Regions from separate parts of the Oryza sativa genome. Here region 1 is linked to region 2. Evidence: chromatin contacts called from public ChIA-PET data. All regions are on one chromosome and are shown on one strand. The core of a region is the stretch at or near the end of the contact, and the rest is flanking DNA. Distances in the headings are between cores, read along the strand shown.

Region 1 (3,212 bases), core at 346-2,845, 130 kb after region 2:
GGATGTCTCCTGTCGATTCACATCCTTTCCAGGCAGCGAAAGATAACGAGCTATGGCAACACTAGTCTCTTTGTGATCTCTAGCTGACTGATCACTATCATCTTTTGAGGCCTTATGTGCCACTGCTTTCTCGCTTGCAAGCACAGAATGAATAATCAGGTTGCCGTTGATCTTAACATGCTTTCCATTCCTCGGCACATACAACAAAGCAGGGAGGATCTCACTTGAGTTGTGTGCAGGCTGATGTTTCTTCCCTGGCCCATCAGTATTCCCCGTCATCTTTCCAACATCAACACCAATCATGTCGCTATTGTTCAAACTACTTTTATCCTGGCTACTGACACTCAACACCCTAGCATGAGACTGACCAAAATTCCTAAACATAGCATTATCACTCTGCCCACACATTCCAAAGTTATGATTAAACCCTGGAATGAAAGCACCAAAGACAAGCATAATAAGCAGCAAACCAAGAAGGCTAACACTAGCCACCTTCTTGGTCTTGGTCTTGCTCTTACTCTTGTTCTCCACAGTCTTCTTGCTCTCTGGTTTCTTCACTACTTTGGATGAAGGCACTGGCTGTTGCGGCTTCAACCGGGGGATTGGCACAAGAGGTACATGGGAACCAGGGGGTCTCATTGCATACCCAGGCATCCATGGGAAATGCATGCCGGGAATTGGCGCCGGCGGATACACCCCAGGTGGTGGGCAATTCACACTGCCGCCACTAAGCTGCTGCCGCAGTGTTGCGTTCTCGGCCACGACAAAGGAGATCCTAGAATTGAGGTCATTAATCACCGAGTGCATCGATTTCACCTTCTCCTCCAGCTCCTCCACGTACCGCTTCTTCCTCTGCCGAGACAGCTGCGCGCTCTCGCGGTTCCGCATCAGCCGCGCCGCCCGCCGCTCGTCCTCCTCCTCCTCGCACACCGTCCCCCCCTCGTCGGAATCCACAGCGGTCCGCGACGCCGACGCCGACGGAGAAACGTCGCCGTCCCCGGATCGGCGGCACTTGGCCGCGTCCGAGCTCGGGCCGGGGCTCGCCTGCTTCCGCTTCAGGCTCCACTTGGGGTCACCCCCACCGCTCCTCCCCTCATCCGACTCCTCGTGCTTGACCTCGCCGCCGCTGCCGTTGGCGACGGCGGAGTTGGACGCCGAGGTGGTCGGGGACGACGACGGGGAGGCGGTGGGCCCGGATCCGGCAGCAGAGCCCTCGCCGGAGTCGTCCCGCTCCGGAGACCGGAGGAGGAAGTCCTCCACGGAGAAATCGCCGGGCAGGTCGAACTCGAGCCCGTCGAGCGGGAGGTCGTCGTCGTCGTCGCCGCCGCCGCCGCCGGCGAGAGGGAGTTCGTGGTCGAAGAGGTGGGCCGGGTAGAGGCGGAGGTCGAAGGCGGCGGTGGGGTCCAGCAGGGCCGGCTCCGCCATGGCCGCTGCGGCTGCGCAGGTGGTGCTTCCCCCGCTAGGGTTTTTGCATCGAGAGGTGTAAGGACTGGGAGGAAGGGTATGGAAAATTTGGAATTCGGAGGTGGACGAGACGACGGAGTCGTTGACGAGCTCGTGCTCGAGGCGTGGTGATCCGGCTCTTTCCCCCCTACCTGTATGTTTTCCAGACGCTGGCTGGGTTTACCCCCGTGACACGTGGGGCCCACGTAGATCTGGGCCCACAAGTCATTGCCATATTTGTCGAGGTGAGTGGGTGACTGTGTGTGTTGGGGGGGGGGGTGGGGGTGAATGGCTAGATCTAGCATTGCCGTTGGTGGAGAGTGGCTGAAAAGTGCTAGGACGACGCGAGTAACGCACAACTTAAGGCGCCTGGAACTGTGTGCGCTGGTATGGTGGGGTCTCGGGCCCACGGTGGTTAGGTGTAGGTGAGGTGGGTAAAGACGAGAAAGGTAAGAATGGTGTTACGAGGTTTTTGATCGGGAAGGTTCTGGTGGGTGGTGCAGGAACTGTGACTATTCGGGATAAGTTTGTTGTGCGTATTTTATTGAATTTTCCATATACGCCCTCTTGAATCTGCTTATTTTCACCTTCACTCTGAAAGGGGTTTTCATGTACATGTTCACTTAAACCTCTTGTAGTGCAAAACCGATTTTTCCACGCAATTTTTTTTTAGCGATGTGATATAACATTTTTAGAAAAACTACATTTTTTTTGTTTCTTATATAATAGTTCCCATGCTAGATAGTTCCTATGCTAGATATGTTTGCAACCAATCTACACGATTAAAATCTAAACTCGTAATTTTATAAAAGTTGCATTCGTTAGTTTATTATGACATCCTAATTTCTAAATGACAAGTAAAAAAAGAATGGAGGGAGAACTCCATACGATTTTTACTCATCATTTCTCGTCAATATTTGTATTTAGCACCACAATAATTGAGTCTTTTATATCTATCCCGGAACTTAAAGGCTACAATCAAAATGACAAGAAGGTAGTATTATACTAGTATTTGAAAATCCACTGGTGTGCGCTAATGGACACTCAATCTACTACATGATACAATGTGTACAGCTTCATTGTAGGGCCTCATTTGGAACGTGGCCAATTTTTTCGAATCTCTTTATTTGAACTTCTATATAGACTAGCAAACAAGCCCCGTGTATTGCGACGGGTGAAAAAACATAATGATAATATACGTTTTTCATGCATAACCATATCGATGACAATCAGAAAATTAGAAAATTGGAACATCTTAAATGTAATAGCCCAACCTCGATGATGGCAAACTTACGATGTTTGCTTTACCTAAAATAATTGGATTATTCATATGACAACATACATATAATCTAAAATATTCTTTTAATCTCATTCTTGCAACCAATCAAATCCTACACTACCTCGTATGGTCAAGTCTACACAAAATAGAGTCACTGTGCACTCTTCTCTAAATAACAATTAAAATATGTTTATTTTCTAATATTATTTCCATATAATATGTTATCAAGAATAATAGCTATACTTCACAAAAATAGTCTGATAATTACCTACAAAGATATGCAGGATCTTCAATACAGGAGAATAGATGACGAAACAAAAGTCGTGTAGGAGATGGAAAAAAATCGATGATCCTATCCGACCAAGTGTCCATCAATCTAGTGTTTTTTCTAACAGTTTTTTCCTCGTATGCTTTTTTTTCATACGATGGAAATATTTTTTTCTCGCATGTTTTTTTTTAACTACGAAACTTTTTTCTAGCGTGTTTTCTT
Region 2 (3,132 bases), core at 125-2,624:
CCTTGATGATGATGGCAAGGAGGAAGAGGATGATGGTGAGTGGGACTCAAAGTTGCAGGTCTTGAAGGTTGAGTAAGACGATTAATCATATTTAGATCAACTAGCTCCTACCTTATTCTCCAATTAGCTTCAAAATGTTTCTCTTGTCAGGTTGACTTTACACTTTGAACAGACGTATTGCGGCTTCATTATTTTGAACACGGAGTCGAGCAACCAAATGGTTTAGCTTGGCGGTTTATCTGAACTTATGTAACTTTCCATTAGAACTTCCATGTATAAGCATCAACTTGGTTGTGAGGTCAAAGGTCAGCTGAAGCTGGACCCTTATTATCATTTGGATACATTTGTTGTGATATATTTTAATGCTCTGTTTTGTTACCATACGTGATATTACTACATATCCTTGGGGCCTGCCACAATCCTTGGGTTAAATCAGATGACCCAGCTGCATGTGATCGTTATTTGTTTTCTCAATCGTGATCTCATTTTTGTGTGTTGAAATCAGAATAATCTACCTTCCATCTTCCAAAATCACCTTTTATTAAATCGAATAGTGCAAGTTCACTGTTCTACCGGTAGTGATGTGAAAGGATTCATAGCTCAATGATTCATGGTAGTTCATTCGCCATGCTCTATGCCATCGAGGGCCCTTTTGAATCAAAAGATTTGTATAAAAATTTCATAGGATTCAAATATTATTTTTTTTCCTATTTAGCCTTTTGATACAAAGGATTAAATCTTTCAAAATCCTATAGCAAGAGCTCCTACATGTTAGAAAATTTTCTTTGAGTCTATTTCTCTTATCTGATTCCTATATTTTTCCCACAATTCAATCAAACAACTATTTCTGTGTTTTGTAATCCTTTATTTTACATTTACATTTATGTTAGATTTCTTAATTTTTCATGTTGATCCATTTTCACATTCCTACGATTCAAAGATTCAAAGGGTTCTAAATCTCATATTATTTTCCCCGAATTCTGATTTTTTTAGACGTTTTTGTCCTTTTTCTTTTGGCTGAATTGTGATTTTTTTTCAGACTTTTCCGTATGATCTATACCACTGATGTTCTTTTTTTCTTTGAGAACAATCACTGATGTTCTTGAGTATACAACTACATGGAACGGAACAAACGGCGAAGAATCGTGCCATATTGGCAATTTGGCATGCTGTTCGGCTTGCTCGCTTTTTTTTACTGCGTGTCTGCGCCGGACACAGCCAAATCGCTCCGCGTCCCGGTCGAACTCCTCACTGACCTACCGCCCGATCCAACGATCGGACGGGCCAGATTAGGCGACACGTCTTTGTCCCCTCCACGCCAACCCTGTCCCCACCCGCGGCTCGCTTTCCCCAACCCGAAGTAGCCAAGCACCACACGCCGACGCGAACCAACCAACCGGAGAGGAAAGGAAAGCTCGGGATCGGAGCAGTAGTAGTACTAGGACGACTCAACGACGACGATGCTTCGCCGCCGCGGCTTCTGCTGCTGCTCCGGCGCACCCGCCGCCGCCGCCGCCGCCTTGCTCCTACTGGCCGTGGCGGCGGCCGCCCCCCGCGCCGCCGGGTTCCACCTCGGGGGCGACGAGAGCGTCCTCGTGCGGGGCATGCTCGCCGCGATCCGCCGCGAGCAGGCCGAGGCGGAGGACGCGGCGCGCTTCGCCGTCGCGGAGTACAACAAGAACCAGGTCCGCTTTCTGCGCCTTCCCCTCGAGTTCAATTCCGTTGGATTTTCTTTTATTTAGTTCTTATAAATCGGAGAACCGCATCAGCTTACGCAGATATAGGTCTACTAGTCTCCTTACAAACAGGTTAAATTAGGTCCATGAACCGGAGTAGATTGCATTATCTCGCGAGAGCGCTTCACTTTATCACTTAGGTCTGGTCAGCGCGGTGCAGATTTAAGACATTAATCTACTGCTGATAATGTTAGAATCACTAGCTAGTCCTGGTTCCGTTGACTTAAGTAGGAACATACGATTTGTGCAATGAAATTGTTGGAATCGTATAGAACCTTGGCAATTTGATGTTTTTGCTTCAAGCTGTAAACAGCTAGCACTGATCAATGATGATCACACAATTATGCGTGTGCCTTATTTGCGACTATAGTATCGTGCCCTGTTGTTCTGAGTTACTTTTCTTTTTTAAGATAAGTTGGGTTTTTTTTGGGTCAAATGTTCCTTTTCTTTTTTAAGATATGGAAGATGAGTAATACTAACATTTACAGCCTCTGCATTTGGTGCATCGAGCCGAAACCGTAGTAAGCGGTTGGACAAACCCCAACCTGCTAGAAAACTGAAACATGCTAGTAGTAAAAAAAATCTAGAAAGCACTAAACTGGGAGGCTAGACCAAAAAAGGAGCATAACCAATAATTAACAAGCCTAAGTGAGCTGTATCATCCAATGAGGCTATTAGATCCTTGGCTTGCCTCCATGGAAACTGAATTTTAAGGGGACAATTGTATCCATGCCCCCACTTTTAACCTCAACTGTTGTTTTACCCTCACTTTTTAGGGTTTGCAATTTTACTCTCACTTTTTGAAAACGAGGAAGCCGGTTGCCCTCAGTTTTGACGCCTGGTTTGACGGTGTTAGTTCTAGGGCGAAAGGACATTTATATCCTTGGTGGTGGTTGTATTTTTTCCTTATATCTTCCTGTTAACTTCTTCCTTGAAAATCTATTGATAGGATTTCGGGCCTGTTTGGTTGGTGCCTTCAGCAACATGCCTAATAAATTTGTGTGCCTGAGAGACATGAGTGCTTGCCCGGTCAGGTAGCCTGAGAATGAACTTGTTCATGGCAAGAAACAAATCTGAGCATAACTGCACCTTCTCTCCAACCAAAATAATTGTACTGTCTAGCCTCCCATGAAAAAGTCATTCGTGAATCAAGAAAAGAAAAAGAAAGGAGAACACGAGGAAAGAGATCCCCAAATCAACGGATTTGCAACAAGAAGAGAAGGAAGGAGAATACAAGGAAATTAAGAAAATCCCCAAATCCAATACAGTTGCAAAAAAAAAAAAACCATCCATTATTTCTCCGATCTGCATGTGCTAAGCAAAAATCGAAGGATGACAAAGATCCAACAGTAATTGCTTCGTGTTGACGGCCAGATCGAGCAAAGCAACAGAGATG

The links. ChIA-PET counts read pairs in DNA pulled down with a chosen protein or histone mark.
Region 1: a contact with region 2 is called in an RNA polymerase II ChIA-PET map of leaf, with 3 times the contacts expected there. The contact joins the promoter of BZIP39 here to the promoter of LOC4338771 in region 2. A contact is called at or near these places in 2 of 15 Hi-C or Micro-C datasets (panicle and seedling) and 2 of 4 datasets of contacts at active chromatin or transcription factors (both in leaf).

What each region holds. Positions count from the first base shown.
Region 1 is chr5:20,217,707-20,220,918 of ASM3414082v1, forward strand. BZIP39 (bZIP transcription factor 39-like) reads right to left here and starts at 1,596. Exons shown (of 2, transcript NM_001402531.1): 1 at 1-1,596. The coding sequence starts at 1,425.
Region 2 is chr5:20,084,579-20,087,710 of ASM3414082v1, forward strand. It overlaps LOC4338771 (cysteine proteinase inhibitor 3-like), which reads left to right and starts at 1,375. Exons shown (of 4, transcript NM_001402530.1): 1 at 1,375-1,685. The coding sequence starts at 1,461. It also overlaps the pseudogene LOC107277831.